Regions from separate parts of the Triticum aestivum genome. Here region 1 is linked to region 2. A link is a contact called in public Hi-C data. All regions are on one chromosome and are shown on one strand. Each heading gives the region's core, a stretch centred on a gene start, on an enhancer-like site or on the middle of the called end of the contact. The rest is flanking DNA. Distances are from core to core; before and after follow the strand shown.

Region 1 (4,501 bases), core at 1,615-4,114, 320 kb after region 2:
ATAGTGACCAAATGTTATTACTGAAAAAAAAAGTTCATACATAGTTCTTATTGAACAGCATATAGCTCTCTAGAGCATCTAATTAAACCATACATTGAAACTGTGTAAAACATTTTCAATGCAACAACAAATGCGATCATAATCGCAACTAAGGTAACAATTCATCCAACGACATAATGATACCAAGCCTCAGTATGAATGACATACTTTCTAATCTTTCTAATCTTCAGGCGTATTGCATCCATCTTGATCTTTTGATCATCGACGACATCCGCAACATGCAACTCCAATCTCATCTCCTCCTCCTCAATTCTTTTCAATTGTTTCTTCAAGTAATTGTTTTCTTTTTCAAGTAAATTTAACCTCTCGACAATAGGGTCGGTTGGAATTTCCGGTTCACATACCTCCTAGATAAAAACATCTATGTCACGTTGGCCGGCATAATTGTCATAAACACTAAATGAAACAAATAGTTATAAAAGATAATAGATACCACATCCGAATTATAGACAGGACGAAGGGCCGACGGAGGCGAATACCAAAACCATCGCACTATATAATAACAAACAATAATAAAAGTAAGAAAATTACACAAGTATCTATCTAAATCGTACAAGTAAGAATTTTTTTAGAAAGAAGATGAGAACAAGAGGCTCACCACGGTGGTGCCGGCGACGAGATCGGCGCGGGCGATCGAGGGCAGTGCAAACGGGGATGGGACAGGACGGACCGCTAAACCTAGACAAATCTTGAGGAAAATGAAAATTGGACAAGGAGCTTCGAGAGGAGAAAGCTTAAGTGTGGCTCGGGCATTTCATCGAACACCTCATGTGCATAGGAGTGAGCTATAGCACCACAAACCTCCCCCACGGCCAGCCAAAAAAATAGGGCAGTGACTCTGCTCTCGGGCAGGGACGGGGTATATAGGCCTCTCTTTAGTCCCGGTTTGCGGCTAAAATCAAGACTAAATGACAACCTTTAGTCCCGGTTCAAACCACCAACCGAGACTAAATGTGATGGGTCAGGAGCGAGGCCCATTGGTTCCGGTTCAAACCGGGACCAATGGCCCCGAGGCCCGGCCGGCGCCTGGCCTCACAAACCGGGACTGATGCCCCCTTTGGTCCCGGTTCGTTAGTGAACCGGGATTAATGCCTTTACCCAGGCCTTAACCAAAGCCTTGTTTTCTAAATATTGTCGTCTTCTGTTTATGTGATGTTTCGTACGCCCGGTTTGTGTGTGTAGAATGTTGTAACTCTCTATCCTGTTGTTCCTTCTATGATTACTAGCAAAAGAGCTCGTGCGTTGCAACGAGAGAGAAAACATAACACACACTATTAACCCAACAACCATCACCCAAGACCACAATAGGTCCATCTCCTTTATTTTTGCGAGGCATCATATTTGTGTTGCCGCTTATCCTCCTTCTCACACTCGCCGGCGATGACCTCGGTGTTCACACAAAACAAAAAAAACGTGTTTGAATATGTTTAATCCTAAGGCGTCTCTCTCTCCCTCTCCCTCCCCCTCTCTCTCTCTCGCTTTCTCTCACTCTCGCGATCAGAAATATGTTGTTTTCCCCTGCGACATTTCTCAGAGGTATGCATGTGTAGTTATCGATGTTTTCTTTTCCCTATATTGTTATAGTGGGGTGTTTATTTGCAATCGGGTTGCCGCCGGTACGAAAGGAAAACGGATCTTACGCTATAAATTATAAGTTTGCTCCTAAAATGATATTTTAAAAATATTTAAAAGGTAAAATTAACATCATATTTAGATTCCACATATTTTTCTAATAAAATTTCATATATAATATGTTAAAATCGAATTTACGATTTAAAAGATACGGATAATTTAGAAAATCATTTATTTGACTTAAATATATTCCAAAATAATATTTAAAAATACTTAACAGGTGAAAATAATCTCATATTCATATTCTACATATTTTTTTAATCAAATTTCATATATAACATGTTCAAATCAGAGTTACGGTTTAAAAGATATGAATAATTTAAAAAAACATTGTTTGACTTAAATATGATCCGCGGATGAATTACCTAAAACATCAGGGGGGTTTCAAAAAATGTAAAATAACGGTTCGGGTGTGACTTAAATCCGGACTGCGGGTTTATTTAACAAAACATAGGGATTTTTGTGTAAAATGCCATGACGGACGAAAGAAACCTAATTTGCTTTATTATTACTAGCAAATATGTCCGTGTGTTGCAACGGGAGAAAAACTATCAAATTATGCAGGAGTGGTAGATAATGGCTTTTAAAATGCCAAAGTGAGATAAGGGCTTTTAAAATGTCATTTCAAAAACTATGTCTAAGTGATGTCATGATGAGATAAGAGATTTTTGAAAAGTCATTTCAAAAAAAAAGTGATGGTTTGACCACGATTTGATTTTCAAAGGCGCCACAACGAATTAGTTTTGGCTGAGTAAACTGCATTGATGGACCCTGCCTAAGCTAGACTGATGAATGATGTATATAATCTTGACCTGGCGTAGCGGTGGTTGTCATAACAATTACCATGGTACCAGAATAGACATAGCCGTGTATAGAGTCAAATAGACATTTAATCATTTTTATATAATTTACAAAAACTAACCCATAGAAAGTTGTGTCAATATTTTTTTGCTTCAGCATCGTACGAAACATGGAAACCTTTTTTTTTACCCGATGCGAGGGACTAAATAAAATCATAAATTGACCTCTACAGATCCCCTATTAAAACTTCTACACAGGCGATGTTTCGTTATGTTCATCATTTACGGGTCTGTTTTAATTTTGGAAACATTTCAAAAAAATCATGTATATTGAGCGTATTCATGAGAAATGTTTTTCCACCAGCCACGACCCACTAGTCGAGAGCGTGAACCAGACACGCAACACGCTCTATCTCTTCTCTTGTCCACACGCTCACTTTATTCTCAGGCGACGCAGCCGAAAAACACTTCTCCACTCTCCTGTGCTCGACAACCTCCGCCCTCCCGCCATGCTCTCCGTCGCCATGAGCACCCGTCCCGTGGTCTCCCGCCGCCCGCACCTCCCAGCACGAGCTGCTAATTCGACCCCATCCTCCTCACCTGCTACAGGTGTGTCTCCGCGCTAACCGCGTGTTCGTGCTTCCATTAGCACCCAATCTGCTGTTTTTACGTATAAATAATCCCGTGAGAAAAACATTCGCAGAGAATCGTAGAGCCAGGCGGTCGCTCCTCCGCCCGCGCCTGATCGTGCTGTCATCTGTGGCCGGTACTAACTCGAAGCTCACCTTTTGTTTACTTCTTTTTCATATCTCTTGCTGGCAACGTTTTCAATGAAATGGCTCTGAGAACACTGCTGTTTAATTCTGCGTTCAGTGGGGAGTCTGGTTGCTGCTGGGGCTGCGAATGCTGCCGACCTCGGAGATTCTCTGGTGAGACAACATGGAGGGCCTTCAAATCTGTTTTGTTCTTATCGTTCCTAGATGCTTCCTCCTGTTCTATAGAAGCTGTTAGTTCTAGGCATTAGCTAAATCGAACTTTGACTATAAATATCTTCAAAGATATTTGGATTAGTAGTATAACACGTAGCCAATTCCATCAGCTGCAATCAGCACACCATGCATCAAAATCAATCAGTACGCTATTGCAAAGTGCTTCCAAACTATCTAGGCTATATGCCTATATCTGTGTTTCTTGTTTCTTGCTTGTTGCATCCCTTGGCAAACCTAAAAGGTAAAATCCTTCTTTACGTGGAGTGATCCCCCCAAACCATTTCTTGTTGTTCAGCTAGGATCATCGGGACTTCTCTTGGCTGACTTAGGCATCGGAGATTGGTTTGGAGGTTTATTATTTTCAGCTGGGCAGCAAGCTAATGAGGCTGTTCTGGATCAGTTGTCTGCTCTTAGTTTCACCAGGTCAGCTTTCTTTCTCTGCAGTTAATTTTCTGTAGACACAGCATCCTTTAATTTTCTGCTTCCTACCCATACCTCTTTTCTTTCTGACCTTTTTCTCTATTCTCCAGCTTGGCAGTAATTTTTGGTGCTGGACTTGTAACTAGTTTGTCTCCCTGTACACTCAGTGTTCTGCCATTGACTCTAGGATATATAGGCAAGTATAGTGGCTTTTCTGAAATGATCTCTTTGACCCAGAATTGGTTAGCACTAATGACATCGATATATTACATCTTTTAAAATCTTCCAGGTGCTTTTGGCTCTGGAAAAGATCGAGCTGAGGTAATTTAAGATAACTAAGCATATTCAGGTTTTGCGTGCCATAAAAGAACCAAACGAAATTGGTAATGGTTATCTATCAGAATATGTATGTGCAACATCGTTATCTGTCAGAATATGTACGTGCAACATCTAATCTGTACTAAGACGCTTACATGATTAGTTTGGCTCATTGATAGTCTGTATCATACCTGATACAAATTGAGTTGTTTTTGTTCTATCTAGTAGGTTGTTGGAAATTCAGTTGCTTTCTCATTAGGACTGGCAACAACCTTAGCCATC
Region 2 (4,136 bases), core at 765-3,264:
AGGAGCAAGTTAAAATTTAATGGTCCCACATCTGACAAAGACGCTATACCTCTTTGTTTTCTTTTTTGTTATCACATCGTCAGCCAGCTGACTACAGTTAGTGTTGGCTGACTACAAATAGTGTTAAACAAACATCGGTGCCCGAAACTATTTTGCCGGATAAGACACTCCGAATGCAAGTCGGATTCCAAGTTTTATTAGTTATGTCCTAAAAAAACCTTGCTGAATCGTACACCCAAATCTGAGTTGGATTCCAACACCTGTGTCCATGTCTGAGCAGGCAAGCAACTATTTTGCCGGATAAGACACTCCGAATGCAGGTCGGATTCCAAGTTTATTAGTTATGTCCTAAAAAAACCTTGCTGAATCGTACGCCCAAATCTGAGTTGGATTCCAACACCCGCGTCCATGTCTGAGCAGGCGAGCAACACTGTCTACATTATGGTTTGCAAAAGACATTCCTTCTTCCATGCTCCTTGGAGGAGAAAGTTGAAGCCTGCCTTTAGCCGTTTAGCGTCAATACTCAATACCGTTAACTTCTTCATTTTCCGCACTGCTGTGAATACTGAATAATACTCCCTCTGTAAAGAAATATAGGATTGTTTAGATCATTAATATAGTGATCTAAACGATATTATATTTCTTTACAGAGGGAGTACCATTTTGAGGGAAATGTTCTAAAGGGCGCCCGCCTAGGTGCTAGACACCATCCTCCTGCATTGCTTGCCTAGCATGACTAGTCAGTAGGCGCAACACACTGTCCAATTACTTGACCAGTGCTTTTTAGAGCACATTGAGGTCTTATAATTAACCTGTTTTTATAAAATTTGCGTGTATGAACATTATATCTTTGCCCCTTCCCTCTATATCCAAGCCATTTTCATCTGTGTTTGGGTGTGAAGCGGCCAAGCAACCAATACAAAATTGAGATATGAAAGATGGCATTTTAATTTTGCTTCACCATTTATTTTCTCCCCGTGGATTGGGGGGATGGCGGCGTTTTAAATTTTCTATATCAGCGGAAGACCATGCCAACTATAACAATTATCACTTACATGCACGCGTCTCCCAGAAAGACAGCATTTTGTCATATTGACACTACCTCGGTGAGACTCAAAACCTATTTTTCAGGGAGCAGGCTGCAGCTAAAACATTACTACCCAATTGTATTGTTGTAGATACATAATCTACACCTTGCAACTGCGATACCTTCCCAATGAGACTGGGAGGCTGTTCCCAATAGATGGGTTAGTCAAACAAAGCTAGCATTTTTCTGGCATTCCGGCACAAACTTTTCCAATGGTAAAAACCTAGAACAATTTAAACTAAATGTAAAGCCTAGCCTTACATAGATAATGGGATAATGCACCAGCAACTCTGGTTTAAAGCCTGAAACGGCCGGAGCACACTTCAGCATCCACATGAGTTGTGTGTGTCATTCGCAGGACGGCGCGAACTGAATCTATTTCAAGCACACTATAAGGATCACTACACTGTCTGAATCAAGAAGTAGATGTCTAGATCGGCGAGGTTCTGGCCCGATATAATAAAACCCTAATAGATTGCAACCTAATCTTAATCGGGCCGCACAAACAAAGATGAGAAACGGAGAGAGGGGGATAGCGAACAACCAGTTGCCGTTCGTACCGGAATACGGAGGCGGGGGGCGAGGGTTCGAAGAGGCGTCGTGGTGGCGCTTCGTCGGCCATCGCCGATTGCGACCCCCCATCGCCGGGAGGAGGGGCGCCTATCAGGACCGTGATTCGCCAAGGCTGTCCGCGGCAACAAGCCAGCCGGCCAGCCTAACGGCAGTCGGGAGTGGATTCCTCGTGACCTAGATAGCTCGCCGTGAGGCCAATCGCCGAGCCGTCTGATTGGGGAAGGGGGGGCGCCTGCCCGGGTGCGGGGGTTATAAAGACTGGCGTGGAGGCGGGAGGAGGGGAAGGGGAGGAGCGAGGCAGGGACCGACCGTAAATGGCAGGTGGGTGGAAGAGGAAGGAAATAGAAGCACCACCGAGCATGGAAATATGGGCCGGCTAGGGTACTTCAGAGTTCAGAGTAGAGAAGAGTGACCTTTTTTTTCTTAAGAGGGAGGAAGAGTGACATTTGTTCTGGCCTTCTTGCACGATTTGAGATCAGTGTGCATTGCTAGTTCTCCAAAATAAATTATTGTATAATGCAAAATTCTCGTATGTAAGCAAGATTTTAAAAAAGAGCATCATAACTCCCAACAAAACGTAGGTCCAAACCCTAGCCGTCGGAAGTTGTGGTTCTTGACACCAATCATTTGTGGTTTCTCCTTTCCCGCCGGCCTCGCTAGCGTCAAGTGGGATGGAGAATCTGATCTACCGGCTAGAGTTTGTAGGTTAGAGTAGTTTTCGAGTCGAATGATGTGGAAGTTGTATGCAGTATACCCATAGGCAAGTACAACCGTGATATGGAAGCTATATGCAGCATACCTACACGCAATTATAGTGATGGTAGTTGTGTGCGGAACCTAAAAAAAGTTTGGCAACTTCACGGTAAGATCGATTTATCAAGCACTAATGGCCAGAAGCTTGGACAACCGTCGGCCTTCATCGTGAGGAGACGGACAAGGTACAAAAGTGTTGCAAGAAGCTTTGCAAACTTACGGTTATGCCAAAGGTTAGGAATTTACGGTGGAGTGATACACAACTTTATTCCATGTTGTGTTGTGCTTTCGGATGGACACCTAGAAAGAATTGCCTACTGTGAAGTGTGTGGGTAGAGAAATGATGGCCCATGCTTTATTTGAGCGTACCCGCGTGAAGTTTTTTTTTGGGAATAGTAGAAGATCCTCACATCACCGAAAATCACTAACTTACATCTTGATTCATGAGCAATAGATGTGATGGAAGGCGTCGTCATCTCAACGAATGAGGCATGCATGATTTTATGTGGTATTGTTGGCATGCTTGGTAAGAATAGAACGTGTGTTGTTATGGAGAGAGTCATCGAACAGTGCAAGCATCGGTTAAATGGGAGATTGACGCCTACATGGACCTAACAGCTTTAGGCAAGGACCTTCGCCTGATGAGGATACAAACCTGGGGTAGGGTCATAGGCCTGACCTATACGCCCTATCCAAGATCACTACCCTAGAAGACAAGCAGTTCAAGAGGCAGCATGAGACCCCCAGTCGAAGATGTCGAGTGCAATCCACTCGACATCATGTCACTCGGGAGCCTTCCTACCTACTGTCACTCGACCATCCAGAGAATCACTCGACCTCCTGAAGACTAGGAGTCACTCAGCGTTACAAGGGGCAGGCGTTCACTCCGTAGCCTTTAAGGTCATTAACATCACTTAAGGCTGGCATTACCAGTAACGCCCCCGCTTTATATACATTAAGTCCCTTGTAATGGAGGGCGGAGAGGGTCCTGGCGAACTCTATATAAGCCATCCTCCTCCTCTGGCGCAAGGGTTCGCACCTCCCGTAACATCACACATATAATCCAATCGACCGCCTCCGGCATCGAGACGTAGGGCTGGTACTTCCTCCGAGAAGGGCCTGAACTCGTAAAACTTGTGTGTACACCTTCACCATAGCTGAGATCTTGCCTCTCCATAGCTACCCCCCCTTTCTACTGTCAGTCTTAGAACCACGACAGTGGGCGCCCACCGTGGGGCAGGTGTCTTAGCGACTTGTTGGTGAAGTTGCAAGTTTTTCCGATCATCGTCATCATGGTTTCCGGCGGCAGATTGGCTGAGGGCTGCGAGATCCGTCTCGGCGCGCTCGTTTTCATCGCCGACGACTTCGTGTGGCTTCAAGAAGCTCCCCTTGACATTGAGGCGCTCCCCGTCCGAGGGGCGACGCACTTTTGCGCATGCGTTCGCGATGTCCTTCTCCGGCAGCCGTCGACCCAGTATCAGTCGGCTCTGATGGTGTCTTCCCTCCCCGTTGTCCACCGCCGCAAGCGATCCGGTCGATCGCGGCTTCAGCGGTGGGTGAAACACGTGGTGGCTCGGTGTTCGGCCACCCATCAAGTCGCGGCAATCGAGCCCGACGAAACTCTCCACGGCCTATTCGATCTGTCGACTGGCTCCGCGGAGACCGCATCGGAGTGCGATAGCAGCGACCCTGCGGCTGAAGTCTTGATGGTCGATGGACCGCG

Evidence for each region. A called contact is a pair of places that touch in the nucleus more often than the background predicts.
Region 1: a Hi-C map of leaf shows a contact between it and region 2, with 2.5 times the contacts expected there. The contact joins the promoter of LOC123111240 here to the promoter of LOC123111237 in region 2. A contact is called at or near these places in 3 of 5 Hi-C or Micro-C datasets (all in leaf).

The regions. Positions count from the first base shown.
Region 1 is chr5B:255,024,230-255,028,730 of IWGSC CS RefSeq v2.1, forward strand. LOC123111240 (cytochrome c-type biogenesis ccda-like chloroplastic protein 1) reads left to right here and starts at 2,865. Exons shown (of 12, transcript XM_044531992.1): 1 at 2,865-3,101; 2 at 3,196-3,258; 3 at 3,366-3,421; 4 at 3,777-3,904; 5 at 4,012-4,097; 6 at 4,191-4,222; 7 at 4,448-4,501. The coding sequence starts at 3,002.
Region 2 is chr5B:254,705,088-254,709,223 of IWGSC CS RefSeq v2.1, forward strand. It overlaps LOC123111237, which reads right to left and starts at 2,015. Exons shown (of 3, transcript XM_044531982.1): 1 at 1,648-2,015. The coding sequence starts at 1,709.